Linked DNA regions of Bombyx mori: region 2 is linked to region 1. A link is a contact called in public Hi-C data. All regions are on one chromosome and are shown on one strand. Each heading gives the region's core, a stretch centred on a gene start, on an enhancer-like site or on the middle of the called end of the contact. The rest is flanking DNA. Distances are from core to core; before and after follow the strand shown. Region 1 overlaps LOC101739127 (protein singed). Region 2 holds the start of LOC101739127 (protein singed).

Region 1 (6,608 bases), core at 1,397-3,896:
CGACCTCACAGCACATTATTAGAGTCATGTTTGAGTGGAAATTTCTCCGTTTTAGTGAAACGTGCATGAAAACAAGAAATCGTGACTATCGCGGTATCTGTGATGGCGGATCTGTGATGTGATCTAAGATATCAAACTAAGTAGATAAAAGATGGCGAATTTGTTAGTGCATTGTGATGGAAAATCCTCGAAAATGTAGAGTGATTTTTACAATGAAATTTACTACATTACGTATGACCTTCTCATATTACTCCCACAGACAGGCAGATGGACCTAATGGTGTTAAGTTTATACGGTTATCCCTTGACAGTACGACGTGAATGCTCAGGTACCTTGAGATAGAAGGTCGTAATCTCAATGATGAACATCAAATCCTGTCGTGATTGTGCAGCTACTTCTTGTGTTTCAAAGTGTCACTCAAAACCAGCAGTAATCTCTATATATAAAAATGAATTGCTGTTCGTTAGTCTCGCTAAAACTCGAGAACAGTTGGACCGCTTTGGCTAATTTTGGTCTTGAATTATTTGTGGAAGTCCAGAGAAGGTTTAAACGGTAGATAAATAGGAAAATGCTCGGAATTAAATAAAAATAACAATTTTGTTTTTCCTTTGATGTGTCTACCGGCGGACGGATACCTTTTGTTTGTTTTATGTTTATTTTATACAAAAGTTTAGGTATTTTATTTCTCGATTGAGGCACTACGAAGTCTGCCGGGTCAGCTAGTGACAAATAAAAATTCTTTGGAGGTCGATCAACTTAGAGACAGTCTGCTATTTGCAAACTGCTTGTTGCCCGCTCCGCTCGTGACCCTGTCGCGGCTTTACTGTCGAGTAATCTGAGTGTACGGAACGTGACTTCGCATCAGGCCGAGATCGAGACGTGTTCACGTCGGATTCAGCCTCACTTACTAGACTAGTCTAGATTATAAATGAATATTCAAAGACTACGCGCCAGTACTCTTTCCATAGCACGGGGCTGGGAGCTGAGCTCACGCATTGGAGACACTACTGACAACACGTAGGTACATAGTAATTAAGTGTTTCTGGTTTTTTGGCAGGACTCAGAAAATACGATAAAGGTTTAAACTGTTTTGAAAACCACTAACAATAGTAGCAGCATAAGGCGAATAATCCACATAATTCTGCTGCCTCATAGATAACCTCTTTAGTACACCCATATATTTATATGCACGCAATGAAACACAATTTCAAATCAGCGGACATACGGGTTCATTGCCCCGAGAGAACTGTGTTCGTTTTACATTGCGTATTTCGCAGTACGTATTGGCAGCATTATATTATTAAGCTTTGAGAAAGGTTACTCCCTGTATAGATCAGTTCTTACTTTATTACCTACGTAATCTGCACCATCCAGCTAAACACATGAAAAAAATACTCAGTTCAATATAAATATTTTCAATTAAATAGTGGTTCATTAAAGTTACCTTGTTTTACAGAAACATATTTGTCGTTGAGAGCCGCCACGAAGGCAGCTTGCGGGAGGCTGTCTTCCAATGAGAAGAGTTCGTCCCTGGTGACGGCGGTGGAGCGCGTCTTGAGGACCGCCTTGGAGCCGATGGGCGCGAGGTAGGCGCCCGAGCCGTCCCGCAGCGCCAGCGCGCCCGCGTGGTACTCCGCGCTGAACAGGCACTCGCTGGTGCACGTGTCTTGGAGCTGCAGGAAAGTTTTTTATTTTTTTATTGCTTAGATGGGTGGACGAGCTCACAGCCCACCTAGTGTTTTTATTTTAATTTTTTGCCGTATAGGCAGACGAGCATACGGCCCACCTGATGGTGAGTTGTTACCGTCGCTCATGGACGTCAGCAATGCCAGGGGCAGAACCAAGCCGCCGTCTACCGCTTAATACTCTCCACAAGCCTCGTTTGAAGAAGGACATGTCATAGCGCTCGTAGTTACTGGAGCCCATAGACATCTACAACTTAAATGCGCCTCCCACCTTGAGATATAAGTTTTAAGGTCTCAAGTATAGTTACAACGGCTGCCCCATACTTCAAACCGAAACGCATTACTGCTTCACAGCAGAAATAGGCGGGGTGGTGGTACCTACCCGCGCGGACTCACAAGAGGTCCTACCACCAGTAATTACGCAAATTATAATTTTGCGGGTTTGATTTTTATTACACGATGTTATTCCTTCACCGTGAAGGTCAATCGTGAACACTTGCGAAGTACGTATTTTGTTAGAAAAATTGGTACCCGCCTGCGGGATTCAAACACCGGTGCATCGCTAGATACGAATGCACTGGACGTCTTAAGGCCACGGCGACAACCAAAGTGAGCCCATAAACAACAAAATATGATCAGCACCTGCCACTTTTAATACATCAGTGTTATAATAATATATAATAAGCTATAATAAGTTTCGGTGATGGTGCGACGACTCCCAGGATTTTTTTAATATTAGCTTCAAGGGCTACACTATCAAGTGTTTCACTCCAGCCCCATGTGATTTGTAATGTGTCACTCTTCTGAGGTGCAAATCTCTACCATTCATAATATTGACAAAATGTTTCACACAAAATGTGTGTCGATCATGGATTCACCTGTCCGTCTAGGTCAGTAAAACAGGCATGATTATACACAGACAATGAAAAGGAAAGTCCCTATAATATGATGACCGCGTATCATTTAATTGCACATACGACATACTCAACCGAGTATGACAAGTGCTTACCCATAATCGGTTACTTCATACTACTTACATTACGAGACAATTGGAACAATGGACACTCCCTTTCATTTAATTGCGTTTTAGTCATCTTTATAAAGAACTCTTATAGAATTTAAAACGTAACGGTAAATGTGGACAGTAATGATTGCTTTGAAGCACTGAACGGTACTTGATGATGCGTTAAGATGAATCTAACAAGCCCAAAGCATGGTGTTGGCTGTAAGAAAGTTTCGCTTCACACCTTCTAGTCGTTTCTCCATAGTAAGGCCATGTTCCTCACGTAATCATTCCACTAATTCGTTTGTCAATTCCATGACTACCATAGGAGGGCTGACGGTAGAGTGGCGACCTATATCATTTGATAAGAAACTAAGAATATTAGTCAGCGGCTTGGCTCCGTCCCTGGCATTACTGAAGTCCATGGGTGACGGAAATCACTCACCATGAGGTGGGCCGTATCCTCGTCCTCCTTCAAGGGCTATAAAAAAAAGGTTAGTGAAGTTTGAGTGTTGATGCCAGTTACCTTCCCTCCTGCGTTCAAGTACTTGTTGTTGCAGGTGTGGAGCGCGTACTTGCCGCCCTCGTCAGCGCGGAACTCCAGCGTGAACAGCGTGTCCTCGCCCCACGGCACGTTAGCGTCCACGTGGATCTCGTCGAGCGACTCCGAGAGGTGAGCGAAACGCTTGCGGCCGATCGAGCGGAGGTTCATCTGCGAACAATTTGCAGTGGACTCAACGGACGTTCACTTATTGATTATTATCGGGGTCTTTACGCGACCTAGGTTTCTCCTGCTGGTCCTAAGGCAATGACTCGTGAATGATTCGTGTAGGTTTTTTTTTCCTACGTAACTTGGTAACTTAGAAAGTTATGCCAGCGTAATCGAATGATTAGGTGAGCTCACGTGGCTCTAACTTGAGGAAATAAGGGACTCTCTTTACAATCGCTATGTCTTAAGTTTATTCGTATCGAGCGATGCGCCGATATTCGAGTCCACAGCTAGGTATCATTATTTCTAAGGAAATACTTATTTGACACGCTCACGCGTTCCATGATGAGGACATTTTAGAAGGAACTTGCCAAAGTAGTCATGGTGGGGCGTCTTCTAAGACCGCGCGATTAAGTTGCTATCGGAGCCCATTGACATCATAGCATGAGATCGAAGCCTCAACTGTACTGTATAACGTTCCGTCTTTCAAACTAATGACTTTTTTTTACTGGATAACATTTTGAGTTCACATCTCAAGACATATATTGAAATCAATCAAATCCGTTGCTAAGATGACGCGGCTAGCGGTAACATACTCGTGTAAGTATCTAACTGCCAAGCGCGTCATTAGAGACGAAGGCGTCTGTCTCATCACCGTGCATCGGCACACTCACGTTCGCTAAACCATCACTTTACCGTAATGAGAGTGTAGGAACTGCAACGTAATGCTGCAAGTGAGTTTAGTGGTGGTCTGTGTGCTTAGTGCCAGTTTTTTAACGTTTGCCTACGTTTGCCGCTAGGGGCGCTGTTCCAACTCCATACAAATTTGAGTTAACTTTTACGCTATCGAGAACGTTAAGAAACTTGCACTAAGCACACTAGCCCGTGATGACGGTTTCATTGTATCACTATTGTTGTCGAAGACTAGTATTCATTAGGAGTAACAACAATTACATGAATTTGAAAAAAATTAATTCACAGTTATTAGAGCCGGAGGTAAGTTTAGCAGTTATAAAACCCAATTAAGATTCGATCTCGGTTGTTCGGCATGAGATCGAAGATTCGACCTAAGAATTCTTAGCTCAATTTAACTCTTTATATATTAAGTTTCCGACAAGATTATTCTTGTCGGAATCCGAGAAGATCGTGACGCCAACCGGGAATCATTACCAACATACTGAAACTAAAACAATACAAACAAAATTGCTGATGATAAAAGCAATTGTCTTTAGAAATGTGAGAACATCCGACCGCATCTCGCGGTGTCTGTCCCACAGTAACGGAATTTGAATGACATATCATTTTCGAGATAAAAAACATTCATCGATTGTGATTATCTCCAAAATATGCATTACTACGCACGCGGTGGAAACGTTTGAGAATTGTGTCAACCCAACGAAAGTAATGATATGGTTCTGGAAAGTGTTTCTTGAAGCAGAGAAGAAGAAGTCGCAGGGCCTTCCGTAGTTAGAGGAGATACAGCCTTCGAACTATTGACAAGAGAGAAAGCTGTCACCCTACAATGAGATAGCATGAGAAAACGATGACTTTTCTCCTGATACCTGTCACACTAAAACACTCTCACACGTTATACACTATAGATTCTTTATTCACATACTAAATGAATAAGTACATATGTTAAACATATATTAATGTAGAACAATATTATATTTTGGCTAACACCCTGTAGATGACAAAGAAATGTGAACATTTTAGAAGTATTATTAACAATTCTCGTAAACTAAACATTAAATAATATTGAATAAACGATAAATGTTCAACGACCTTATATAAAAGGATATTTATATCAATCGGAGTGACAGCTGATAGCGAAGACTTGCCATGTACCTACTGTTTACACATACTTACATACATATTTACGCATTATGCTTGTCTATGTACACAAATACTTTGGTACAAATATTTTTTTTCTGGTGCTAGGACCTCTTGTGAGTCCGCACGGGTAGGTACCACCGTGGCTATTTCTGCCGTGAAGCAGTAATGCGTTTCGGTTTGAAGGGTGGGGCAGCCGTTGTAACTATACTTGAGACTTTAGAACTTATATCTCAAGGTGGGTGGCGCATTTACGTTGTAGATGTCTATGGGCTTTAGTAACCACTTAACACCAGGTGGGCTGTGAACTCGTCCACCCATCTAGGCAATAGGCGGGGTGGTGGTACCTACCCTTGCGGACTCACAAGAGGTCCTACCACCAGTAGGACCTTCATCCGTTGATGGTTCAATGATTTGCATTTTATTATCATAATTACGCATTCCTTCCAAAATACAAGTAGAATTTCCGTAAAAATTCAAATCACATTGATACTGCACATTTTAATCCTTACCTGAGGTCTGGCGGCTAGATGGACGTGCCAAAGTTCGGCGTCTCCGGGGACCTTGGCGGTGCAGGTCAGTTTGTCCGAGCTGGAGCCCAGGAAATAGCCACGCTCGACGTTACGCAGCGCCCAGCGGCCGCTGTTGTCGTCGGAGACACTACGACAATAACAATTACGTGTGTTACAGACAAACACGGACGGTTTCGTGACGTGGAAGAAGTAAAATCTATACTATCTATACTAATATATAAATCTACAGTGGTTTTTACGGATGTTCCGTTATAACTACTGAACCATGCATCTGATTGACTTGGTATCCATGTAGAAAATACATGTACTTAATGGATAGGCTAATACTTATATGAGTGTTGGACTCCCTACACCAGTTGCGGGGGCGTTAATGATGAAAATCTTTGTCGGGGTGAGAAATAATAATGTTAATTTTAAATGCCCAGCGAAGCGGACGGGTACAGCTAGTCTATACTAATATTATAAAGCTGAAGAGTTTATTTGTTTGAACGCGCTAATCTCAGGAACTACTGGTCCGATTTGAAAAATTCTGTCAGTGTTAGATAGCCAATTTATTGAGGAAGGCTATATAACATCACTCTAAGACCAAAACAAGCGGAGCCACCAATAAATAATGTTTCAAAATAGGGGTTTAAATAGCTCCTTAACATTCTATTATTCAAAAATATTTTCACTTTCTACGTAAATGAAGTGGAGGTAAAATTTTGCGTTATGCCAAAGTAACTATTCCACGCGGACGGAGTCGCGGGCTAAAGCTGGTATAAAATAAAACCAGTAAATAAAATGTTCTACACTTTAACGCGTTAGAAAATATTGGGCATAATAAAGCTGATAATTTTTAAATT
Region 2 (6,608 bases), core at 1,296-3,795, 45 kb after region 1:
TATACTCGTATAGTTCAATCTAAGTTTCCATAAAATCAGGTAAAGATCTACAATTAATTTTACAAAACTGCATAATGTAACGACAGCAAAACGATTCCATTAAATTTTATAGAAATGTTTTATTACTTTTAAAATTAAGTTTATGTGTGCAATCATTATTAGAATTCGTGAGTTGTTTCGCAATAAACTTTAGATTTCTGTATTGTTATAGTCGATGCGCCTAAAATATTCATAGCAGCTGAATTTTTTAGTATTTTCCTGTTAGAATGTGACCTCAACAACAAAACAGCAAACGATCGGATTTGAACAATTCAAATACCCGCAACTCACTAGCTCTTCGCCGAAAACAAAAACGCGTGGCTAAAGGTACTGGTGAATTTACCCATCATTGTTCACATTCTTCTGGTTTCAAATTAAGGGCATTGAAATTAGGTGCGTTGAAAATTAAAAATTCCTTTTTTAAATCCGTTATAGTCTTAGATTGAGTATTTTTAGTCGTGATGATAGTAATGTAAACTTTGAAACTTAAATTATCAATGACGGGAACGTTGACATTACATGCGACCAATGGTCGTGAGCTAGGACCGGAATAGGCATAATGGCTATCTATGATGATACGGTAAAAGTTTTACGCACTTTTTTTTTCTATATAGAGAAAACTGACTGTGTGTGTTGATCGGAGGACGCTAGATGAGAAGTGGTACTCATCGCGAATTCGAGTACACCACTAGGCCTGGATGGTGACCACTATGACTGCTTCAGGGCACAAATAGGCGGACTGGTCGCAATTACTCTTGCGAGCTTATAATCTGCTCTACCACTTAATTACTATTATTAACTATGCAATTTTAAATTTGTTTTACTACTACATATTAATAATTAAAATATGACATATTTCCTATTGACATTAGAGATATTGTGCATTTGCCTATGCGTTTCCTTTAAGAATTAATAGATTTATTTTATTTCTTATAAAAGACTTCTCCTCCTCTTCTTCCACATCTCCCGGTTCTTGACTAAGTCAATTCAGTTATTATCGTCATCTGTTTAATGTCATGAGCTCTTTTGGTCTGCCCGCGCGGTCTCTATAGCTTGTGTTTTATCTGTGTACCGAAGATGCGTCAGCCCGCTTCCATTTTATTGTTCGTGTATTTGTTAAAGCCTCAATGTTTTGGAGTTTCTGTTGTTATTTTTATTCCCTCATCGTTGAAATCGTTCGTGAACGCATTGCGTACGTTTACTTAGAACAATCGATATTTATTGGGTCATAAGGTACGACTACCAATGTGAAAGAAAATTATTTCCTGTCTGAATGATTTCAACCTCGGCACGGCTACAACTCTGGAATACTCCATACGAATACACTGGACTTCTGACCCGTCCGACCATGGCTAATATTTTAATAACATTACATAGCGTAAATCCCAATATACCTAGATGTCTAACACCAGCTCATGTAAAACCTCAACGTGAATCCGTATAGTGTACACTGCTACAGTCTACAGAATGTTCCAAAGAAAGAGGCAAAACTCCTTTCATAGCATGTTTCATACCTAAACTCGAAATTTTTTATTACGCACCTAAGGTAGGTAATCTGCAGCATAATGTATTAAAGAATAACACAACTTATTAAACAAAAAGACGCACACTAGAACCGTGCTCCTTTAAAAAGTAAGTTATAATATGCAAGTTTTGCTTTATTTTTCATTTGATAGTCACTTATTACAAGTAGGCATGTATGCGGCAAGATTAAAACTACAAATTTCTTTGTTTAAATTTACATAAAATTACTTCTCTAAGTATGCGAGGGTAGTGATTATTTCCAAACGTAGGTAGCAAGTTTACTATAGGTCCCCACTAGACCCAGCTCGGCTAATAAATCCAGCTGAAAAAACATTCAACATCTTTGAACAAAAGGTGTTTATAAATAATTTATATTCATAACAGAGTCGGTGCGCCGCAGCTAGTTCAAGATCACGAACAATAAGTGAAACGACAAATACGTGCTTCTATACGCACGACAGAGTGAGGGTGTACCATTCCACCCTACACCCGGAACATTTAGGTATGTAGGGGTATGTACACCGCGTCCTGGCACAATCGATTCGCGGGAGCCGACTCCCCCATGAGCGGGCACCGGCGCGCCCGGCCATCAACCTAACAGACACATTCTAGTATTATAAAAACTCACCTTTTCACACTCGAGCTGGTTTACACCGCAGAAGAAATGCAATCGCGAGATCGCGAGAAAACCACAAAATGCACTAACTACAAAAATATAATAATTATTTATATCAGTCTTCACTTTTCATCAATTAGGTTAACACTTAATTGTCGGAATCTATCGTAAATTACAGTTAAAAAAAATTGCCGGTTTATATTGTCCGGTGAATTTTTAAAATGTAAAATTTTTATAAACGCTTACGTCTCCCACAGCTGTTCGCGGCGGACTGAACGGCTTGAAGATGGCGCTTGGTGATCGCTTGAGATGACGCGAGTGAAGGTAGCCGCGGGACACCCGTTATAATGCACATCCAATGAGAAAATAGAATGCTCTTCCACTTAACCAATAAAATATTAAACGAATCATAAATTATACGCGTGAAATTTTGAAAACATTCCCTGCAATAATTAGTTTTATAAAGTTGATAATCTCATTACAAATATTCTGCACTTCTCATTAAATTGTTCACTGTCTAGTTACTTACATACTGTAACTAATTAATGCAATTAAAATTTTTACAAAAGTGCTGTTTTAATTTATATGTGTGTTTGAATTTGTAGGTGTCTTGGTGAGCATAATATTCTTAGGTTTTTGGTTCTACTGCTAGTAACGTGCATTTCATGGTACTCATCATCAGATGCTCGTCGGTTATGAGTGGTCACCATCACTTTTACAAATAACTAGAGCCAGAGGCAAAGTAAGGTCGCTGCCTACCACTCGGGATCCTTCAAAGAATGATTTATCAAAGAAAGCTTTTTGTAAATTCCAGTGTCATAAAATGGCGTAGGAAACTTTTTTTCCTACCTATTTGCTGGTAGTCTAAGAGGCTATTCCAGCTACGCCTGGGCGGGTAAGTAGGTATCTAATGTGTAAAAATAACGTCTAAGAATTAAGGCTTAGCAAATAGCCACTTCATACAATTTGCCGGTAATTATTTATCGTTGTACCGTAAAACTGAGACTTAGAACTTATGTCACAAGTGTAATTTGTTTCTTTGTTATTTTGTGTACAATGCAAATGCAGCGTACTTTCTCTCTCTCTCACACACAACGTGGGTGGCGATGTTTACGATGTGTCTATGGGCTCTGATGACCGCTTAACATCAGGTGGGCCGTGAGCTCGTCCAAATATCAAAGCAATAGAATACTTCACGCATTTACGTACCTACTTTCTTCTGACATCGTATAAAGAGGCAAAAGTCGGCAAACGGTATTGCGCACAATTTACATATATTTTACGCTGAGGGAACAAGGTGGCTGTTGAAAATATGAGTGGCAAATCACCATATTATATTAGCGGTTTCTCTTTATCTTAGATACATAAGTGGATTAGAAAATGTTTCGAACGACTTCACAAGGAAAAACTTTAATGTATTCTTAAAGAAACGCGCTAGTGAAACTAAAGGCCAATTTGAAAACATAACTTTAAAATAAAATATAAATTGTATTTATTTATTCGTAGAATTGTACAATGTTGTAGTCTCTTCAGTTTTCTTCGATGGTAGACATAGATGCATTAACGATTTAAGCTTTCGTTTACTGTTATCTAACTGTATTAGGGTCTTCCGTGACCACGAAAACTGTAAGGTATTCGTAACGTCAGTAATGGTAAAATGAGAACAGCAATTTTTTTTTTTTTGCTTAAGTGTGTGAATGAGCTCACAGCCCACCTGGTGTTAAGTGATTACTGGAGCCCATAGACATCTACAACGCAAATGCGCCACACACTTTCAGATATAAGATCTAAGGTCTCAGTATAGTTACAACGGCTGCCCCACCCTTTAAATCAAAACGCATTACTGCTTCACGGCAGAAATAGGCGGGGCGGTGGTACCTACCCGTGCGGACTCACAAGAGGTCCTACCACCACTAATTACACGAATGATAATTTTTCGTGTTTGATTTTTATTACACGATGTATTTCTGTTTCTTCACCGTGGAAGTCAATCGTGAACATTTGTTAAGTACGTATTTCATTATAAAAATTGGTACCCGCCAGCGGGATTCGAACACCGGTGCATCGCTAGATACGAACGCACCGGACGTCTTATCCTTTAGGCCACGACGACTTCTACGGTTAAATGCGATATTTAACCGTAGAAGTTGGTTTTAACTATCATTTACTATTAACTAAAAAATAAAACGATTAATAAACACCGGCGGCGGCGCCATGATATTTTTAAAACGTTATTTTAAGTCAATTTAGCCTATAACGATGTTAATTTAAAAATAGCAAAGAGTGCCATCTGGTGTGGTATTTGAAAACAAATTAAACTGTCGATTGACAGTTGAAAAACGATGACAAACAATTAGTTCAAAGTGTTCTTCATTCACACGAACGTTAAACATGCAACGGTTACATTTTATGAATGATAAACATCGCGTCAAGTTATTGTAATATGTCGTGTTATGTAATAAATTGATTGGTTTGATCTAAAATTTAGTTTTAGATAACATAATTAAAAAAGCTTATTTTTAATTATGAATTTATATAATTAGTGATATGTGGGAGAAGAGGATCGTAATGTGAGGTACAGAATTGACGCAGGATGGATGAAATGGCTGCTGGTCACGGGCACTACGTTTGACTTACACTTTTTTTTTCTCTAAAAGGGTCAATATTTAAGACCTTAATAAGGCCTGCCGTTTTGTACTTGTATGGATCAGCTTGTTTTGATCGCTTAAGTAGCGGATGAAAGGCGATTGCAATTTGCATGCAGCAGAGATGCGAATGTTGCTATGGATGTGTGGAGTAACGAGAATAGATAGAATATGTTAGAGGAAGTCTGAAAGGGGCACCTGTGACATGAGATGAAATGACAATGAGGTTGTTAAGAGAGTTTTAACTATGAATATGTACCTATGGGTTTAGAGGAAGAGGTAGATCTAACAAAAAATGGATAGATTGCGTGAAAGACGATATTTGTAAGAGGGGAGTGAGCGAAGAAATAGTACATGATAGAGGAGTATGGAAGGAGAAAGCGTGTTGCGCCGACCCCTGGTGACTGGGAGAAAGTCAGGAATATGATGATGTTGGATAAGAGAGGGTATTATTTTGAAAAATGACGTTATTGAAAGAGAATTTAACTTTGTTTTAGCTTCGCAATAGAAATAACTACGTTTATTTTGAAAAAAACTCAAATAGATATATCACTCTTTAATTTTTTTTAAATTATCATGTTTATCCGTGTTTTCTTTATTTCTCACGATAAAAGTTAGACCACAAATTCCACATAAATAAAAAGATCTCTGTAAATATGTGAACGAGCTCAAAGACCTTCTGGTGCTAAATGGTTACCGTAGCCCATCGATATCACAAGGTGAGTGCCACCTTGAGACATGAGGTCGAAGTCTCAATTGAATTATAATATAACGGTTCTCCCACCCTTCAAATCGCAGCACATAGCTGTCTCACAGTAGAACCTGCGTCATACTGCTGATAGGACGTTTTGTGAGTCCGCACATGTCCTAAATGTCTATGGGCTCCAGTAACCACTTAACACCAGATGGGCCATGAGCTCGTCAACCCATATAAGCACTTAAAAAAAAAAGTCTTTTTCCGATGAGTACATTGTCTTAATTAGGTGTATTTTAGTTTAGAAACTGTAATGAAATGCTTTCACTCGATCATGTTCACGAAGCATAATCATGTGTTATTTAAGTCGCTTTTAGTAAATGTAGGCATGAAAATGGATCATAGTAGCTTATTTATTCAGTCTTCCATTTTACAATCGGCAAATAATTGCGCATCATGTGTTTTTTTACCCTCTATATATGGTGCCTTTTTCATTTAGACGTGGTAGAATAAATTTAAAACCACTTGCGAAATAGCGATAAGAGTTCAAAACAGGCACGGTACTGATTTCGTAAAAACTAAGTAGCATTGGCATCAATGGCGTATTCAGATACACGAATTCCAAGTCTTAACTGAGTATAGTATCTAGATTTACTTGAAGAAGCTTAGCTGTGCCCTTGTTCCAGAGCGAAGGTGAGTAAAGTAGCAGTATTACAATATTAAAAACAAAAATTTTCAACTTTTATCGTTCAAACTGGACCCGATCTATTCGCTGGTAGTCTGGGACCTGAGAAGCTATTCCAGTTACGCTGTTGGTAGGTGACGGTCACGGGCTAAGCCTAAGAGAATTTGCTAATACTAGCACATGCGCAGTGCTTCGTCGAATCTACCATCCATATACCATCGGATCGAAATCGCGATTGACTTAAAAGTCCCGACGAGAAACTCAGTGGGTTGTGTGTATGGGTTACTTTTTTATTTTATTGCTTTTGCATGTACACGAGCACACGGCCCACTGGTGAGTGATTACCGTCGCCCATGGACTTCAGCAATGCCAGGGGTAGAGCCTAATCGCTGCCTACCGTGGTTA

Evidence for each region. Hi-C and Micro-C count contacts between places; a contact is called where the count stands out from the background.
Region 2: a contact with region 1 is called in a Hi-C map of whole pupa, with 8 times the contacts expected there. The contact joins the promoter of LOC101739127 here to the enhancer-like site in region 1. A contact is called at or near these places in 4 of 7 Hi-C or Micro-C datasets (midgut and whole pupa).

What each region holds. Positions count from the first base shown.
Region 1 is chr17:569,620-576,227 of ASM3026992v2, forward strand. LOC101739127 (protein singed) reads right to left here. Exons shown (of 10, transcript XM_038017024.2): 4 at 5,743-5,890; 5 at 3,215-3,400; 6 at 1,445-1,673. Among protein-coding and RNA genes, the nearest start is that of LOC101740327, 40 kb to the left of the region's middle. Within about 2 kb of position 2,647, at least 3 of the 8 cell types and tissues checked have open chromatin away from gene starts, as enhancers often do.
Region 2 is chr17:615,085-621,692 of ASM3026992v2, forward strand. It overlaps LOC101739127 (protein singed), which reads right to left and starts at 2,546. Exons shown (of 10, transcript XM_038017024.2): 1 at 2,192-2,546.